Regions from separate parts of the Mus musculus genome. Here region 1 is linked to region 2. The links are chromatin contacts, called in public HiChIP or PLAC-seq maps. All regions are on one chromosome and are shown on one strand. The core of a region is the stretch at or near the end of the contact, and the rest is flanking DNA. Distances in the headings are between cores, read along the strand shown. Region 1 has its middle 6.9 kb from the start of Stard13. Region 2 has its middle 44 kb from the start of Kl.

Evidence for each region. HiChIP or PLAC-seq counts read pairs in DNA pulled down with a chosen protein or histone mark.
Region 1: a contact with region 2 is called in a FOXA1 HiChIP or PLAC-seq map of pancreatic cancer cells. The contact joins two enhancer-like sites. A contact is called at or near these places in 1 of 484 Hi-C or Micro-C datasets (epidermal suprabasal cells), 1 of 115 datasets of contacts at active chromatin or transcription factors (pancreatic cancer cells) and 1 of 9 other capture datasets (adipose tissue).

Annotation. Positions count from the first base shown.
Region 1 is chr5:151,194,319-151,199,922 of GRCm38.p6, forward strand. It overlaps a transcript of Stard13 not described here. Among named protein-coding and RNA genes, the nearest start is that of Stard13, 6.9 kb to the left of the region's middle. Within about 2 kb of position 2,738, at least 45 of the 459 cell types and tissues checked have an H3K27ac peak or open chromatin away from gene starts, as enhancers often do. A contact at or near this core is called in pancreatic cancer cells, where this site is marked.
Region 2 is chr5:150,994,316-150,999,627 of GRCm38.p6, forward strand. No RefSeq gene overlaps it. Among named protein-coding and RNA genes, the nearest start is that of Kl, 44 kb to the left of the region's middle. Within about 2 kb of position 2,421, at least 62 of the 459 cell types and tissues checked have an H3K27ac peak or open chromatin away from gene starts, as enhancers often do. A contact at or near this core is called in pancreatic cancer cells, where this site is marked.

The DNA of each region.
Region 1 (5,604 bases), core at 1,488-3,987, 200 kb after region 2:
TGCCCACCTCTATACCAATGACCTTCCTAGTCTAAAGGCATCACAAGCTTAATGGCAAGTGCAGTCAGGACAGTGATGCCAACATTCACAGCTATGGGTACAGCCAGTGGTGACAGGCATCATATTGGATCCTTTGGATCAGCACCCAGCTCCAGACAATGCCTCCCATTCTGAGATCAGGTGCTGTTTACAGTCTTAGTGTTGAGCATGGTCAGGGGTTCATTCACCAGGAATGCACCTTGTGAAGGCCCTGGGAATTATCAGGTCTAATTCAGATAGCCTGGGATCTTGTCTGTCCTGGCTTGATACCACAAACCTTATGTAACCAAGCCAAATCTCACTTTTCTCAGTTCTTTCATGGGTCAGAGATCCCCTCCTTTTCCATTCAGGTGGCTCGCCCTGGGGCTGGAGAAGACAGTTCAGCAATTAAGAGCACTGGATGATCTTATTGAGGACCTGAGTTTGCTTCCCAGCACCCAAATGGCAACTCATGATCATTGTAGCTCAAATTCCAGGGGATCTGACACCCTCTTCCGACATCCAAAGCATTACACACACATGGTACACATACATACATGCAGGCAAAATACCCAGACACATAAAAAAGCAGCCTACTGCCTTCAGAAACATCATCATAACTATTCTCTAGTTTTATTACCCAACAGTTCTGTGAACACTTGAGGCTCTTACTTGTTCATATGGAATCCACCTGTGCACTGAATATGTTGGGAGCAGTTGTAGATCTGGGTTTTAGAAGAGACATTATATGTTTTCTGATGCAGCTGATTAAGCACCACTGTACTTTTCCTATGGGATCAATTTGTCCTCTGCCTTCCCATTTAGCCCACAGTCTCTCACAGAGAACCCCAAGCTGTTTAAGAAGGTTTTTCTGTAGAGTTTCCAGCCAGTGACTCTAACTCTGCCATGGGGAGTCAGGCAGGACCAATCTACATCTTCTCGAACAGGAACTGTCCCTAGGGTGTGCTCAGCCATTATAGGTCATTTGTGAGAATCTTCTGAAGGCTAAATGTTTCTTCTCAGCCCACCTCACAGCATAACTATTCCTCGAGATGTTTGCTTTCTTTTGTGTTCACTTCAGTCTGCCCCCATCCCTTTGAAAATGTAGCACTTCCCTTAACCTCAGAACCCCAGATATGACAGAGCATTGCAGAATTCCTGACTTAACAGAACCAGAGTTTTGCTCTTGTGCAATCTGGTGTGACATTAGGGGAGGTTTTGTTTGTTTTAATTTCTGTTTACTTATTTGTGATTTCAGCCTTTGCGTCACTGCTGTAGGTGTGAGGTGGTCCTTGCCTGTGACTGACTCTGTGGGTGAAGATGGAAAAGAAAATCACACCATTACACTATGTTTGGTACACAGTGTGGGAGGCAATGTCTGTTGACCCAGACTGTCGATAGAAAGCGGTCTGGTATTTAGGTATTATCCTAATATCTGCCATTAGGTGAGTTTTCTCTGTACTTTGAGCAACTTTGAGGTCAAGGATGTAAGACCTTGAAGTTTTTGAAATCTTTGAGATGGTTTCAATTCATGATTCTTGTCTACAGCGATTTATTTTTATGTAGTCTCTTCAGATGGTAAACAAAAATATGTTTGATACAAAAAGCACAAAGACGTGTGCATTTGGTGGGCGGGAAGGTGAGAAGAGACAGAGGAAGGGTGAGAACATTCTTCAGAATTACAAGCCATGCAACCCTGTGTGTTTAGTGGGTGGCAATGTGACCGCTCCTTACCATACTCCTCAGCCATAGGAAAAGAGAGTTACTTCTGGCCTTTGGGAAAACTGTACATATTTTACATTTGTGGTGTAGTAGTATGACATATGTATGTACATTGTACTAATTACCACAGTCAAATTAACATATCCATCAATACCCATGGGTTAAGACTTGTAAAATCTGCTTTCTTATTGTACTGGCTGGTTTTGTGTGTCACCATGACACGAGTTAGAGTCATCAGAGAGGAAGGAGCCTCAGATAAGGAAATGCATCCATAAGATCCAATTGTAAGGCATTTTCTCAATTAGTGATCAATGGGGAGGCCCAGCTCATGGTGGTGCCATCTCTGGGCTGGTGGTCCTAGGTTCTATAAGAAGGCAGGCCGAACAAGCCATGGGGAGCAAGCCAGTAAGTAACATCCCTCCATGGCCACTGCATCAGCTTTGCCCCCAGGTTCTTGCCCTGTTTGAGTTCCTGTCTTGACTTCCTTCAATAATGAGCAACAGTATGGAAGTGTAAGGCCAATGAACCCTTTCCTCCCCAACAAACAACTCATGGTGTTTCCTTGCAGCAATAGAAACCCCAAGACGCTTACAAATTTTAAGTAAACAATACAGTGTGATTCACTACGGTCACCCCTGCACACTGATGTCCAGAATTTATCCAGCTGTGATGGAGGTGTCTCACCCTCTGATCAATGTCTCCTATCCTACCCATCCCCACTTTTACACTGTACACACGAGTGAGATCATGAGGCATGTTTCTCTGAACATCTGTCTTATTCTGCTTAGTGCAGCGTCCTCTGGGTTTGTCCACTGAGGGGCTCTGTGTGGCCTTTGAAGGGAATGCTTATTTATGAGAGAATACACGTGCAAGAATATGTGGAGCTTCTCCTGAAATTTCCTCTGTTGTCAGAGCTCGGCAACTATCAGAGACCACAGTGGCCTCTGGACAACCTCCCAGAGTGCCATTGTAATCATATTGAGACTCATGGCACAGACCTGTTTAAACAGACCAAGTACCGCGCGTATTGCCAGGCGTGGCTGCTTTCTCCTTAGCCTGCCCTGCCAGCGTGACTCATCACTAATCAATCACAAGAGAATGCTTCTGAGCAAAAGAAAAAAAAAGTGTTTGCTGCAAAGGACAGGACATCCCGGAGAGAAGCTCGCAACTTAAAATAAAATTAAAATACCCCCTATTCTATTTCCAGGCTTTGGGAGTCTCAGGGACTCTTCTTGATCTTGGCTTGGTCTCAGTAATGAATTACATTAAAAGACCTATTGTGGCATTTCATTAATTAATCAACTCTCTGTCAGTAAAGCGTTAAGGAGGGAAAGTGGTGTGGAATGCTCAATGCTTACAATTATTTTTTTTTAGAATTAAAAATGTATAGTATAAAAGTATAAAGAAACTATGTTAAAAGGTAGTTTTGGCCATGAGTGATGCTTTTTGGATTTATACTTTTCAAACATTCTGACTAATTGCATTCCTCAAATGATGAAAAGATGAAGCCGAACCAACAGGTCACACTGGAGGATGCGGAGGAGAAGCCTCAGCCTCGGGGAAAATTCCAGCACTGTCAGTGATGGAAAGCAGAGAGAGAAAGACATCCATGGGCCCAAAGATTGCAGGCACCATCCTTCCTGGCTTGGGCCCTGAGTACCTGACACAGTTAAACAAAATCCTGGTGTTCAAAACACTCAGAGAAGGGGAAACAGAGCCTACAGATTTCCTTTTCCAGACATTTGTTGTGTATATTTGTTCCTGCAAGACTGCCTCCACACCTAGGAGCTGGGTGCCCTGTCCAGAGAACTGACATGGCTGTGTCTAGTTGCCTGCACACTCATCTTCCCTGACCATGAGAGAAAATCTGCCTTCTCAGGATGCTACTTTTGCTCATATTGCTCTGTTGAAAAGCCTCAAGTACTGCCATTCAACTGATGTTGAAGCTATGGTGTCTCCCATGCCTACAAATGGTTTATACACACACATACAAGCATAGGCCTCTGTGCACATACACACATACACATATACACAAACACAAGTGCACATGTGTACACACACACACACATACATAAATGCATGCAAACACACATGCACACACACAAGTTGACCAAATAAATACACACGTGGATCAAAATCTAACCCAGGACAAAAAGATGGAAATTAATCTTGTGAAATCAATATCTAGTCTGCATGTAAAAAAAAAGGTAGGCATGGGGACACTTCTTTGTAATTCCAGATGTGGGAACACAGGGACATATGGATACCTGCTTGGGAAAGCTCTAAGCTACTGAGAGACCCCGCACACAGCACCACTGAGGATGTCATCTGGCTTTCACATGCTTGTACATATGTGTACACATGCATACCTACACACAAGCATTCACACAAACATGGGCACACACATACAAAATTATCATACAAGTTAGAGAGAGAGAGAGAGAGAGAGAGAGAGAGAGAGAGAGAGAGAGAGAGAGAGAGAAAACCAGCCCATAATCTTCCAAGTTCTAAAAGATCTAGCAAATTCTCAAGGCCCTCTGCTGTCAGGAGTTTGGTGACATTTTTGCAGTCAATCCTTCCCATTGGTATTCTTGTGTAACTTCCACTTTGGTTTTTTTTGCCTATTGGAAATGAGCTTAATGTGCAATCTATAGGTCATGTTGATCTTCTCATCAGCACCTTGGAAGTAGACCCAGTGTCTAGTAACATCCAAATTCAGCATTAAGAGCTCAAGTTTTATGTTACTCCTTCTGTGCTTACAGCACACTGTTGAAGTTAGGCCCTGTTCTGTCTCCCAGCTCCGGGCCCCCAGAAATAAGACTCAGACTCAAAGTATATTTACAAATATCTCGGCCATATAGATCATAGAGTCTACTCTGACTAGATCATAACTGAATATACCCATTTATTTTAACCTACATTTTGTTACATGCGTGGCTGGTTGCCTATGCTCAGGCACCAAGCATCTATGTGTCTCCTCCCCTCTTTTCAGGCTCCTCTCCCTTCTCTCCCAGAATGCTTTCTCCTCCCAATGTCCCACCTCTATTTTCTGCCTAAGCCATAGGCCATGGGCTTTTTCATTGACAGGTGAGGCATCCATACAATACACAAGATGATGTTCATCTTTCACCTTTTCCTTTAACGAGCACATAAGAACAAGAATCTTATTAATCACAAACCTACCACATAGTATCCATTTATAATTAAATACTTTAAACAGTTACTGGTAAAGAACAATTGTGGTGTTTCCTCCCTAGTTTGCTTTTATCAAAGGCTTGCTACTTAGAAACCCTCCTGGGCAGAATTCCATTGTTTCGCTCTACCACTGGATTTCCTGGACCTCCACACAAAGGAGCTATATTTGGGGGAACAATAGTCCTACAGCATACAGAGGTTTACAGTAGTGTCTGCTCCAGGACACTTGGCAAGACCACCTGACTGATCATCTCTGGACAAAGAATGATTAAACCACGACTACCCCTATGGACAATAATCATCACCCATTCTAGAGTCAATCTGTTTCCTAATTTATGATTTATATCTTGCTCGATTATTTCCTCTAACAAAAATGCTCCTGTGTAGATAAATGTATAGACCGTGCATCAAGCTGGTGAGGCAGGAGACTGTACTGTAGCCACCATGCTTGGAAAGGCTTGTACTATATTTTTAAGGAAATGAACAGCACCCATTAATGTGCATATCTGGATTTTTTTAAGTGGGTGAATCCTATAAATAACTTTTTATTCTTTACCCTCCAGCCAGATGCCGTTTAAAACGTGAATTGTCTCATGACAATATAAACGTTGTCTGAGGGAATGGCTCAGTGATTAAGTGCCTGCTGAGTAAGCATGGAGACCCAGGCTT
Region 2 (5,312 bases), core at 1,171-3,670:
GGGGCTTCTTGTGCCAGACTCGGGGACTGGGGTAGGCAGAGAGGGTCTAGGGGGAGGGGCTTTTGGCTAGTGGGGTTGCCTTTGTTGTCTACTATAATGACTGAGTACGTTCAACTAGACAACTCATAAAGAATGGAAGTTTATTTAGGTCAAAGATCTGGCCCAGACCTGTTGCTGTACAAGCCGGTGGGGATTATCACATGGCAAGACAGAGCAAGCTCGTCAGCACTTGCTTCCTTATGGAGCCACCATCTTCTTCATGGGGACCCCATCTTCCTGACCTCATCTAATTCAAAAGATCTCTGGAGACCAAATCTCATTAATGTATCTTTGGAGATTAAGAGTCCAATATGTAAATTCCCAGGGAGACCCTCAACACCAAGATAAACCAATCCGCCTCTCCCTTCTACAGTTCCTCTATAACCTATAGAGTAATTCACATCTAGTTCCCAACTAGGCTAAACAATTGGTGGAACGTATCCTCTAAAGACCTATATGTGGATTGTTGCTTTTCTCATAGCTGTGATCAAATACCTGACCAGAAATAACTTGGGGGTGGGGCAGGTTTATTCTAGCTTAAGATTCAAGGAGATAGGGTCCATCAAAGCAGGTGAAACGTGACAGCAACTGCTTCAGTCAGGCAACAGAGAGAGGACAAGAATAGGATGAGGCTTTCCAGACTCAAGGCTTGCCCCTAGTAACTCACTTCAACCTCCTAACTCGACCAAAACCTCTCAAAACAGTACCATCAATGGGAGACCAAGAGGGAAGTTTTGACATTGAAACCACTACATTCTACCCATGGCTCCCATAGACTCATGGCCAACCCATGGCATAAAGTATATTCATTCTAAGCTCAAAAGTTCCTTATTGTCCTTTTTTATTTCAGATTTTATTTATTTTTATTTTATGTGTGTTTTGCCTGCATGTATGTCTGTGCACTACATGCATGCAGTGCCAATGGAGGCCAGAAGAGGGCGTCGGATCCTCTGGAACTGGAGTTAAAGATGGCTGTGAGCCACCATGTTGGTGCTGAGAATCAAATCAGGGTTCTCTGCAAGAGCATTCAGTGAACTTAACCACTGAGCTGGCTCTCCAGCAACTCCCCCCTCCCCTCCTAAACCCCCCCCCCCACTATCTTTAATAGTTCCAATACTGATCAGAGGTCTACTAAAGTCTCAGGCTGAGGAGATGGTTTCTCTCCTAAAGTTGTCTTTTGGGGGTGGGGTGGGGGGGCGTGACTTTATTTCATCACAGCGATGAAAAGCGTGTGACATAATTTTTCTAGACTAATCCCACTTACTCTTAACATGTTTCAGATTTGTTGATAACTCAATATTTAGAGCTCAATGTTGTAAAAATAAAGTGTTACTATCAAGATGGTTTATTTACCCTGACACATCAGTTAATTTTTGTGACTTTTCATAGACATGTTCAGACGGATTCCTTTAGTAAAATTGAAAGAAAACTCAATTCTTATATTTACTTTATGATACTAAGTTATTTTGTTGTGTTATTTTTGTTTAATTATACAATTTTTTTTATGGGTAGAATCCTGAAGACCATTTGGCAGAAGATACATCCTTACTTGTGTCTTGTACCATCTGCTCTTTTGAAACAATCTAATGACACAGACAGAACATTAGAATTTGCGTATTTGTTATTTAGTTGGTAAATAGTTGCAGACATCAATTTTTCACTTATTTCCAAAATCTTTAGTTAGTAGGGTTTCTTCATTTAGTATAATCTTTGAATATGCTTATTTTATGGTAAAACAATTTAACAGTAAATGACTTTATTTATCTTGTATAATTTTTTTTTGCAATAGAAACATCAGCCATTTCCCTTAATAAATGACTAGAATTGATGAGTTTGGAACTTTCCATCTCTTTGGGCTGCAGTTTCTGCTAATTACAGCTTAGAGCACAAATGTTGCCTAAGGCATTTTGTATTATTTTTGGTTAAAGTGAATCAAAAGCTTTGGCTAGCAACATCTAAGCTATTAGATGGCAAATTGTGCAGTGTTCATGGCCTTAGTGCTACATTTAAGACACGGACTCGTTTCTGCCTTTAAATCACAGGCTATCCTGAGTCTCTGATAAACAGCCCCAAGGTTTCAAATGGAATGTTTCAACAGATAGGAGCAGGGGTGGGTGTGGGTGGAGGGGTGTGAGAGGGGGTGCGGGGGGGGGGGGGCAGAAGTGCTAAGCTGGGAAGGAGAAGAATGGACTTAAAATTAGAGAAAGATTGACAGTTAAGATGAACGCACGAGCAACATGATGAGTGGGTCAGCTTTTATTGTTGTTGGTGCCGTAATAAAATGGCTTTAATTTATCCCTGCCTGTCATTCCTTACCAACCCACATAGCTGGCAGTGCAGGTTAGTCATCCTGGAGGTGCAGGAATCTAGTGCCCGAAGACATGTGACATCACCATGACTCATCCAGGGAAGAAGGAAGGACAGGGACAGAGCAGGAGAGTGGGTGAGGGGTCTGCTCTGTGGGATCCTGGGTGGAGCAGCACTCACAGAGCCTGTGTGTGTCTGTATGTGTGTGTCTGTGTATGTGTATCTGTGTGTGTGTATATGTGTGTGTCTGTGTGTGTCTCTGTGTGTGGGTGTCTGTGTGTGTCTCTGTGTGTCTGTGCCTGTGTGAGTGCCTGTGTGTGTGTCTCTGTGTGTCTGTGTGTGTGCCTGTATGTGTGTCTGTTTCTGTGTGTGGGTGTCTGTGCCTGTGTGTGTGTCTGATTCCCCCCCCCCCCCCCCCCCCCCCAGTTCTGGAGACTGAACCTGGGGTCTTGCACTTGTCACTCGTTAAGCAGATGCTCCACTATTTATTGAGCTAAATTCCTAATCACAAAGCTTTTGTTGTTTTTGGTCTAAGACAGGTTCTCACATTCGAGGTTGGTCTTGAACCACATTACATAGCAGAGGATGGCCTTGAAACTCTGATCTTCCTCTCTTTACTTCCCAAGAGCTGGCTGGGATCACAGCTACAAACCATCACACCTGGTTAGTGTGGTGCTGGGGACTGAAGGTTCTTGCATTTTAAGCAAGCACACTTTCGATGGAGCCACAAACCCAGCCCTGGCAAAACATTCTTGGAAAAAAAGAAATCTGCCAACTCCTATGCATGGAAAGAGAGGGCCTGGAGTTCAGAAGGACCAAGCTCTTATGTAGTAGAGGCAGCCCCAAATCAGATAGGGATCTTGGAACTGCTAGGCTACTAGCAAATTTGCTTTACAACCGGAAGCAAGATATCTTTTCAACCAGGGGTTGTCCTTATCTATAAGGGGATAGAGTGATTAAGACCAGTGGGATCCAGTATTGGTAATACATTCCAGTCACCTGGGAGCTTTAAAAAACAAACAAACAAACAATGACAACAACAACAAAAACCAATAGAGCAGCTTCTCTGGGGGTAGGATTACCACCGAAGCTAAAACAAGAGCAGGGTAATTTCATCCTGGCTTCTCCAAATCTTAATATTTTTGAGAAAGAGTCTCACTCTGTAGCCCAACTTGACTTGGTACTTGCTGAATAGCCCAGGCTGCTCTGAAACTCCTGGCAATCGTCTGGGTCAACCTCACAAGTGCTGGGATTACAGGTGTGAGCCATCCTACCCAGCACCGACTTTAAAACTCATAGGAATTACGTAGGCATGGTAGTTTGAATGAGAAATGAATTCCCCTAAGCCCAGACATTTGAGTACTTGGTCCCCAGTTGTTGGTGGTGTTTTGAGAGATGTGGCCCTGCTGGAGGAAGGATGTTTCTAGAGGTAGGCTTTTATTTTATTTTATTTTATTTATTTATTTATTTACTTATTTGGTTGGTTGGTTTTTTTTTTTCAATACAGGGTCCCTCTGTGTAGCCCTGGCTGTCCTGGAACTCACTCTGTAGACCAGGCTGGCCTCGAACTCAGAAATCCACCTGCCTCTGCCTCCCAAGTGCTGGGACTAAAGGCATGTGGTACCACCGCCTGGTTAGAGGCAGGTTTTGAGAATTTAAAAACCTCATCCCACTTCCAGTTCACAGTCCCTGCTTCACACCTGCAGTGAAGGTGTGAACTTTCAGGTCCCTGCTCCTGCCACCATGCCTGCTGTCTGCCTGCCTACTGCCTCACCTCCTCACCATGACAGACTCTCTCTCACTCCTCTGGAACCAGAAGCTAGAATAAACTCTTCCTTAGGTTGCTTTTGGTCAGAGTGTTTTACCACAGCAACCGAAAAAGTATCTAAGACACGTGGTGTATGTCCTCTAGATTGTCTATCTAGCTCTGGCTTGTGGCTGAATGTTTCCTCTAAGTATAAGAGTTCATGATTTGCCGAAAAATGATACCTTGGACTCAAATAGTGTGTAAATGCAAAAAGTGTTTTATTCTGCAGAAGTTCAGCATGCTGGGGGCTCCCATTACCAGAATAGAGAGACACCTGAGTGAACTTGCAGACCTGATTTAAAGCACATTAGGGAATTCTGGGGTAAGTGACCTCTATGTTAGTCTGTTGGGTCCATCTCTAAGGACATTCCATTACTGAGGTGCATGGGCTGGAAACTCGATGGGGACATCTGCAAACTGCTGCTTACCCATTGTCCTTGCCTCAGGCCAGGTGGCAGGGCTGCTTCTGTGGTCTGGACTTGCCCGGAATTACCCAGTTCTTGGAAACAGAGATCTAGGCCTAGTCTCCTGAACTGCCAGTTTGAAGCCTGCGATGGAGTCAGCCTGTCTTATCCCTTTCTCCTCCACTTCCTTCAGTAATAGCCATCTTGAATCCTTGAGATGTTTCCTAAGCCCCTACACTAGCAGCTCCAGCCAGCCGTATGTCAAGGAGAGAACCTAGTAATACAGCGGAAATGGCCACCCTTTTAACTCAATTGCTTGGAGGTGCTAGCTAGTTGAAGACATCCTCCCTAGAGTAATAAGTCACTCTGGGTACAAGCTGTACTAGAACATAAAAATCCTAAGCCTTGAGGTACATGCCCACTAAGTATTCTCTGGGGGCATCATGTGTGATGCAACAGTAGGGGTTGCGTTGCAGAGGTGGGAACAGGCTGGGGCTACCTTATTTCTAATGCAGTGTCTCTGTCCGGTAACCAAAGGTTCTGTGTTAAGTCTGGGCAAGAGGAGTTAAGAACTGGCAGCCCGTTTGGCCTTCCTGCCAGCCATTGTGAACCTGATGACAAGGTTGTTGCTGCGTCCCCAGATAGACAAGGGGCTACTGGCTGGTGCAGTAAAGTGGAAGTAGCAAGCGAACAGCATCAGGAGGGCTGGAGTCGCAGTTTCAGTGCATCGACAGGGTGTGGGGTGACGACCATCC